Regions from separate parts of the Triticum aestivum genome. Here region 2 is linked to region 1. The links are chromatin contacts, called in public Hi-C maps. All regions are on one chromosome and are shown on one strand. The core of a region is the stretch at or near the end of the contact, and the rest is flanking DNA. Distances in the headings are between cores, read along the strand shown. Region 1 holds the start of LOC123141488 (L-type lectin-domain containing receptor kinase SIT2). Region 2 holds the start of LOC543106 (inorganic phosphate transporter 2-1, chloroplastic).

Evidence for each region. A called contact is a pair of places that touch in the nucleus more often than the background predicts.
Region 2: a contact with region 1 is called in a Hi-C map of leaf, with 4 times the contacts expected there. The contact joins the promoter of LOC543106 here to the promoter of LOC123141488 in region 1. A contact is called at or near these places in 5 of 5 Hi-C or Micro-C datasets (leaf, root and an unstated tissue) and 1 of 1 datasets of contacts at active chromatin or transcription factors (leaf).

The regions. Positions count from the first base shown.
Region 1 is chr6D:285,956,019-285,960,168 of IWGSC CS RefSeq v2.1, forward strand. LOC123141488 (L-type lectin-domain containing receptor kinase SIT2) reads left to right here and starts at 2,351. Exons shown (of 1, transcript XM_044560614.1): 1 at 2,351-4,150. The coding sequence starts at 2,351.
Region 2 is chr6D:286,219,469-286,223,618 of IWGSC CS RefSeq v2.1, forward strand. LOC543106 (inorganic phosphate transporter 2-1, chloroplastic) reads left to right here and starts at 2,467. Exons shown (of 3, transcript XM_044563890.1): 1 at 2,467-3,647. The coding sequence starts at 2,949. It overlaps LOC123144682 (L-type lectin-domain containing receptor kinase SIT2), which reads left to right. Exons shown (of 1, transcript XM_044563889.1): 1 at 1-1,854. The coding sequence ends at 1,638.

The DNA of each region.
Region 1 (4,150 bases), core at 1,101-3,600:
CCGATCAATTACTCTCGGAGTCACACCCACGGGCTTACTCGTATGCAGTCAACGAGGATGTCTCTGTGAGAGATTTCTTGGGGATCACGTCATTGGGAATGGCCTTTCATCTACCACTATTCCCCAGGCTCATGATGAGGTCAGGAACTTGCAATTAATTGCGGCCACTACACAACCAATGACTGCCACGTCGGATGTTTGGCACTACGTTTGGGGCAAAACTACTTTTAAATCCACGGATTACTACAAATTCTTCTTCCGATGGCTCTGGAGATCTAAATGCACAATGAAGCTGAAAGTTTTTGCTTGGTTTTTACTCAATGACAGACTCAACACCCGTAATATGCTCAAGAGACGTCATTACAACATAGGAGATGATCATAATTGTCTACTTTGTGGGCTTAACATAGAAGAAACAGTTGAGCACATGATCTTCACTTGCAACTTCAGTAAGCACTGTTGGCACGCTCTGGACATAAACTGGGAACCTTTTTCTGGTCGCCTTCAAGCCATTGAGGATCAGAAAGCCTCCCACCCTACACCTATGCTACAGAAATTTGCTGTGGCAGCGTGGAGTATCTGGAAGGAAAGAAACAACAAACACTTCAGAGCTATAGATCCTTCCTTCAGCTCCTGGTTAGGCAGATTCAAGAAAGACTTTCAGCTCCTTCAACACAGGGTCAAAGAGGACCACAAGTCCTTTGTACTCAACTTTGTAAACTCACTACCCTAAGCCTTAGATCTTATTTTGCTACTTTTCTGCTTGATCCAAAGTGATCAAGCATCCACTCCCCCCTCCCCCCATGTAAATACTCACCCCCGTATAGTGCCCGTTATTTTAATATATTAACACAGTAGGAGCCTTTCCTACTGTTCACGGTCGAAAAAAACCAAACAAACTTGCGAAAACAAAAAAAAACCTCTGAAAAAAACCTTAAACCTATCTCACATCCTCACCTCAGCTGCCACCATGACCAAGAAGTAAGTACGACCTAGATAGGCATTAGCAGGACAAGGACAACACCATTTATGTATGTTGATTATAGGGTATCATATTATGTATATGAGTATTTGTTTATGGGGCCCCGTTCCGCAGTGGGGCATGGGTATGGGGAAATTTCATCCCCAGTCATGTAAACGGGGATGGGGATGGGATGATAGGGAATAGATGGGGATGGGTATGTTGTAGGTATCCCCATAGGGAATTGTCCCCATTGCCATCCCTATCTTCCACGAGTGCCTCATGGGAAAAAAACACGGTTTTTCTTCCACTAGAGGCACACATTTGCTTATCGTGGGGGCACAGGTTTGCTTCTACGAGAGGCACAGTTATGCCTCTTCGAAAAGAGAAAAAAAATCACGTTTTTCCTTCTGCGAGAGGCATAAATTTGCTTCCGCGAAAGGCACTACTGTGTCTCTCAAAAATAGAAAAAGTGAGAAAAAATTGGCTTCCGGCTTGTTTTTCCTCTTACTTTTGTTTCTCGATTTTCTTTAAGAAAAAGTTTGTCAAAGCCTATTAGCATGGGTTCCAGTGTCGAAGATCTTGGTGCAAGAAATCCGACGATAAAACGTTTCGCGATTTGGATGCAGGGTTTAAGAGACAAATATTTGGAATAAACGAATCTAATAAAAAGGAAAACTCCATAGTTGCGACAAGTGGCGCACATGCAATGCGCCATTTATTATAATTTGGAAGTGATCTTTGCAAGGGATACCCCTTAATTAGCAATGAAAAAATAGCGCGCTATACAACATAGCGTCGTCCCTGAAAATATGCTATTGGCGCGTTATAGCGTGCTATTGACGAGACATTGCACATTAATTAATTTAGCGAAACAATTCTCTACACTCTATAGCGTGCTATTAAAGACGCTATAGCGCGCTATTTTTTCAGTGTTAATTAGTGATTTTGATCTAAAAGAGATTTAGCGCTGTAAAGTCCAAACTTGTTGTAAAGGGCAATGAAAAAGAAAAACTACTACACAAATGCCCAGTCTGGCTTTGCTCACTCAAAAAAAGAAAAAAAACACGACAGGAGAATGAGATAAATGTACACGAACCTAAAAAAGCTGTACACGCACAGATCTCAGCCTCAGCTAGCTAACAATTAGCAAAACCGTGTATTTTTTAATTGAGATTGCTAAATCTCAGTCGACTGAGACTTAAGAAGTGTCAATCGATGCTATATTTGTAAGATCTTATGTGGAGACATGTGTATAATTTTATTTTATTTTGTTATATGTTTTGTCATTTAACTGAGAGTTGGCTTTAGATCTAGTCACATCTGTTTTTTAATTGTATATAAGGAAGATTTAGCCGCAAAAGAAAATGTTAGGAAGATAATTCCACCATGTCGTACTTCCAAGCCGCATATGATGGACGCCGTCACACCGTGCCGCAGAAAAAGACCACATCCGCGTTAAGAGAAGAAAGGAGTAGTACAGTTCAGCCACGACAACTTGGCCTCGACGTACAACACAACCCTCTCATGTCTCGCATGAAGCTCATCTGCTTCCTCCTGCTCGGAGCCGTAGGACTAGGAGCACTTGATCTCGTAGCCAGCCTGGTGGACGACCAGTTTGTGTACTCCGGCTTCGCCGGCGCCGGCCTCACGTTGGACGGCTCGGCCACGGTCACGCCAAGCGGCCTCCTCGAGCTGACCAACGGCTCGCTCCAGTTGAAAGGCCACGCCTTCCACCCGACTCCGCTCCGCTTCCGTGAGCTACCCAACGGCACGGTGCGCTCCTTCGCCGCTTCGTTCGTGTTCGGCATCCTCTCCGCCTACCCCGACATGAGCGCGCACGGTATCGTCTTCGTCGTTGCTCCCACCACGGATTTCTCGACCGCGCTGGCGAGCCAGTACCTGGGCCTTGTCAACGTCCAGAACAACGGCCACGAGAGCAACCGCATCTTCGCCGTCGAGCTGGACACCTTGCAGCAGGACGAGTTCCGTGACATCAACGACAACCATGTGGGCGTTGACATCAACGGCCTCGTCTCGCTGCAATCCAGCAACGCCGGCTACTACGTCGGCGGCGACAAGGAGCGCTTCGAGAACCTGACGCTCATAAGCCACGAGGCGATGCAAGTGTGGATCGACTACGACGCGGGGACTAATCGGATCAACGTGGCCTTGGCTCCGCTCGGCGTGGCCAAACCTGCCAGGCCACTGATGTCGGCCACCTACAACTTATCTTCGGTGATCACGAGCACCGCATACGTGGGGTTCTCGTCGGCGACGGGCTCATTCGACTCGCGGCACTACGTGCTTGGCTGCAGTTTCCGCATGGGCAGCACTACTGCTCCGGCCATGGACATCGCCAAGCTGCCAACGTTGCCCCGTGAGATCCCCAAGGTTCGGTCCAAGGTCCTGCAGATCGTCCTCCCAATAACATCTGCAGCGGTCGTACTCGCTCTGGGCACCGTCGTCGTTCTCCTGTTGCGCAGGCGACGAAGGTACACCGAGCTACGGGAAGATTGGGAGGTCGAGTTCGGGCCGCACAGGTTTCCGTTCAAGGATCTACACCACGCCACCCAAGGATTTAACAGCAAGAACCTACTCGGCGTAGGGGGTTTCGGGCGAGTTTACAGAGGCGTGCTTCCAGATTGTAATATGGAGATCGCAGTGAAGAGGGTGTCGCATGACTCCAGACAGGGCGTCAAGGAATTCATCGCAGAGGTTGTCAGCCTAGGACGCCTGCAACACTGCAACCTGGTGCGGTTGCTTGGCTATTGCCGGCGGAAGGGGGAGCTCCTTTTGGTGTACGAGCACATGCCCAACGGGAGCCTTGACAAGCACCTATATGGTCATCAGGACGACAAGCCGACTCTCAACTGGGCTCAGAGGTTTCAAATCATCAAAGGGATTGCATCTGGCTTGCTCTACCTCCACGAGGAGTGGGAGAGGGTGGTGGTCCACCGCGACATCAAGGCAAGCAACGTGCTCCTCGACGACAAGATGAATGGCCGGCTGGGTGACTTCGGCCTGGCGAGGCTGTACGACCATGGCACCGACCCGCAAAGCACGCATGTGGTTGGCACCATAGGGTACATAGCCCCGGAGCTGGGGCGCACGAGCAAGGCAAGCCCCCTCACCGACGTGTTTGCCTTTGGGACCTTCCTTCTCGAGGTCACCTGCGGGCGAAGGCCC
Region 2 (4,150 bases), core at 1,217-3,716, 260 kb after region 1:
TATCTGGGCCTTACCAACGTCCAGAACGATGGCAACGCCAGCAACAGCATCTTCGCCGTGGAGCTGGACACCATCCAGAGCGTGGAGTTCAAGGACATCAACGCCAACCACGTCGGCATCGACATCAACGGCCTGCAGTCCCTACGGTCATACAACGCCGGCTACTACGATGACGAGAGCGGCGACTTCCGAGGCATGAAGCTCATCAGCCGCGAGGCCATGCAAGTGTGGATTGATTACCACGGGGAGAGGAAGGAGATCAACGTGACACTGGCTCCCTTCGACATGGCCAAGCCTGCTAGGCCACTCCTCTCGGCCAGCTACGACCTCTCCACGGTGCTCACTGAGCTGGTGTATCTCGGGTTCTCAGCGGCGACCGGTCGTGTCAACTCGCGGCATTTCGTTCTCGGTTGGAGCTTGGGCGTGAGCAGACAAGCTCCGGCCATCGACATGGCCAAGCTGCCCAAGTTGCCTCGGGTTGGCCCCAAGCCTCGGTCCAAGGTCCTGGACATCGTTCTACCAATAGTTACGGCCACATTTGTACTTGGTTTGGGTGGTATCCTTGTCCTGGTCATGCGGAGGAGATCAAGGTACGCTGAACTGCGGGAAGATTGGGAGGTTGAGTTCGGACCACACCGCTTCTTGTACAAGGATTTATTCCGTGCAACTGACGGATTCAAGGACAAGCATCTACTTGGCGCAGGGGGGTTTGGAAGGGTATACAGAGGCGTGCTTGAGACATCTAAACTGGAGGTTGCGGTGAAGAGGGTGTCTCACGAGTCAAGACAGGGGATGAGGGAGTTCATAGCTGAGATTACAAGCATCGGCCGCATCCGACATCGTAATCTTGTAGAGTTGCTCGGTTACTGCCGTCGAAAAGGTGAACTTCTTTTGGTGTACGCCTACATGCCCAACGGAAGCCTGGATAAACATCTATACAACACTAGAGAGGATCAGCCTACTCTGAATTGGGCTTTGAGGTTTCAGACCGTCAAAGATGTCGCGTCCGGCTTGCTTTATCTGCATGAGAGGTGGGAGAAAGTTGTCATCCACAGAGACATCAAGGCCAGCAACGTGCTCCTCGACAAAGACATGAACGCCCAGCTTGGTGACTTTGGGCTAGCAAGGCTGTACGACCATGGGGCAGACTCGCAAACCACGCACGTGGTCGGCACCATGGGTTACTTGGCTCCGGAGCTCATACGCACGGGCAGGGCGTCCCCTCTGACCGATATGTTCGCCTTTGGCATATTCCTTCTTGAGGTTGCATGCGGACAGAAACCCATCAAGGAGAATGCGCAAGGCGGACAGATAGCGCTCGTCGACTGGGTGCTGGAGCACTGGCGTGATGGTACGCTCATGGAGACGGTGGACGCGAGGCTCCAGGGTGAGTTCGACATCGACCAGGCAGGGCTGGTGCTCACGCTAGCGCTCATGTGCTCACACCTTCTCGCTAGCGCGAGGCCTGGCATTGGACAAGTCATGCGCTATCTGACCGGTGTTACGCCCCTCCCTGAGCTCACACCAACAGATGTGCTCACCTTGATGCAAAACAAGGGGTTTGACGAATCCGCCATGTCATATCCGGATCTGGTGTCGAGCTTTGGCACAATTTCCACCCTCTCGGGAGGAAGATAACCTCAGTGCTAGCTTAATTCACGGCTTCAATAAGTTTTACTAGTATTATGCATGTGTAGTGCCAGAAGTTCGTAATTAGAATTGTAAACCCAATAATTATCCTTTGGCCGCAGTACACTTTCAAATTACCGTGGCCAACATGTAAGAAGTTATATTGTTCAAAACTCAGAACTCGAAACAAGGTGATACGGGACACACGATAGTTTTTCTCGACTATTTTGTTGCAATATGCATGAAGTTGTCGTATTGGTTTTCCCAGATACTGCGACGTTTCTTCTTCATGTTTTCGCACACACCAAAAAATACTGTGACGGCCCCTCAATAAAAAGAATACTGCAGAAATGTTGTAAATATCAAGAAAAAAACGCACAGGGAGGCTTTGCTGCAATGGTCTAGCGGGGTGCCGACCTGTGGATATGACACCGGCGCCGTGGCTGATAGTATGAAGGAAGCCTCCGACTCGGAGACATGGACGCCAATAATTCCTCTCTCAACAGCCGTCTAGACTCGAGCACAAAGTGGTTACATTTTCCCTGTGGCCCTTTGCCAGCAGCACGGTACCATCCCATCTGCTATAACAAAATGGCAAAAGCAAATCACAATCACAATGCAGATTCATGCACATACCACAAGACTGACGATAAATGAACTGCACGAATCTTGGACCACAGCTGTGGTTGCAAGGGGAAACAATACCATGAGATGTCCTCCACTCCACAACACTCTGTTACATTGTCATCAGTAACAATTATGGCGCAGGAAATTATCTAGTGTGTAGTAACAAAAACAGTGACAACAAGAACAGTAAAAATGCATGATGTCCTGAGAGGGAAACTAGTTCCAGTTACTCTACACAGTGCATGACACAAGACATGAAACGGCAAAAGGAAGAGGAAGAAATATCTTGCTTCAAAATCCAACTACCCTAAGAAGATGCTAGTGCCAGGCTAAAGGCCAGGCCGAGAATCAAAACAACAGGAAGAGACACGTATTTGGATCTTGAGAAGAAACAGATTGGAGGGAGGTCCAGTCCAGAGATCCATGCAACAGAATACAAACAGTCCAGCAGCGCGCTGCAACCCCAGATTATGGATTAGGCGGGAATCTTGCCGATATCCCCTTCCACCACTCGTTCCTTCCTACCACTCGTTCCTTCCCAGCCCAAGCTGGGCCACCACAGAAAGCAAGCTCTTGCTTCCATCCACAGCTCCCTCCTATGGCCACCGCTCCCCCTTCCTCTCCTGCTCTCCACTGATCATCTCATCTCTTTCTTCTTGGTGCTCCCCCCTGGTTTTAGCTTCTGCCACTCCATGTCTCAATCTTCTCCTTTCTTTTCCATTGCCCGAGCACATGCTGGAGCAGGAGGGCGAGCTGCGGCTGCCGCTCTCCTGCTCCGTTGCCCTGCCGCTCAGCTGCCACCCACCATTCACTGCCCAAGGTACTTCCGTCTGGCTAAAGTGTCGCCTGCCAAGACACTGAGCTCGCACCTGGTGCTTCCGCGCGCCACACTCTCCTCCTTTGCAGACGCTGACGATGGCTCCAGTGCAAACTCGGATGCCTCGGGGGAGCGGAGCGGAGGATCCGAGCTGTCAGAGATGGCAAAGGCGTTCCATATTTCACCACGGATGGCCATGTCAATCTCTGTGGTGATTGCATTTGCAGCTCTCACTGTTCCACTGGCGATGCGCTCACTGCTCTTCCATGGGACGACCAAGATGAAGGTGCTGGCATATCTGACCCTTCTGTCAGGATTCTACATGGCATGGAACATTGGAGCGAATGATGTGGCAAATGCCATGGGGACGTCGGTAGGATCTGGTGCTTTGACTCTCCGGCAGGCGGTGCTGACTGCAGCTGTGCTAGAGTTCTCTGGTGCATTCCTTATGGGCACCCATGTCACCAGCACCATGCAGAAGGGCATCCTCGTCACATCTGTCTTCCAAGGAAATGATTCTCTGCTCTTTGCTGGATTGCTGTCCTCCCTCGCTGCTGCTGGTACATGGTTGCAGGTAACATTCCATCACAGATAACCATTTTGAGGTTTGTTATACTATGTCAATCAGATGACGCGGTCCCTTGGTTCCATTAGCATCACATAATTATTCAAGATTCTCACAGTTGCCGTCTACAGAAAAGCAGAAGATGTAAGATATCTTCAGTGGCATATTTATGATACTACTAGTTTCACCTATCTAACAGCAAAAACCTATGCACTTGTAGATGCTATCTCTGATTCTAGGGAGCCTGATTACATAAGAAACATTTATCTTAAGATAAGTATAAGAAACTAGCAAAGGGAAAGGCACTTGACAGATTCAAATTCAACATTTAGTTTTAGCCTGGTTGATGTGGAAATCAGAAAACTTTGATCTATATTTTGATTTTTAGGATCCAGTTATAGGCAGATTCAGGATCATCAGTTCAAACTTCAACACCTCACTTCCAATTCAGAGGTTGCTATCTAAACTTTGAACAACTACTTCAGCTAGGGAAAGTACAGAAACAACAAATA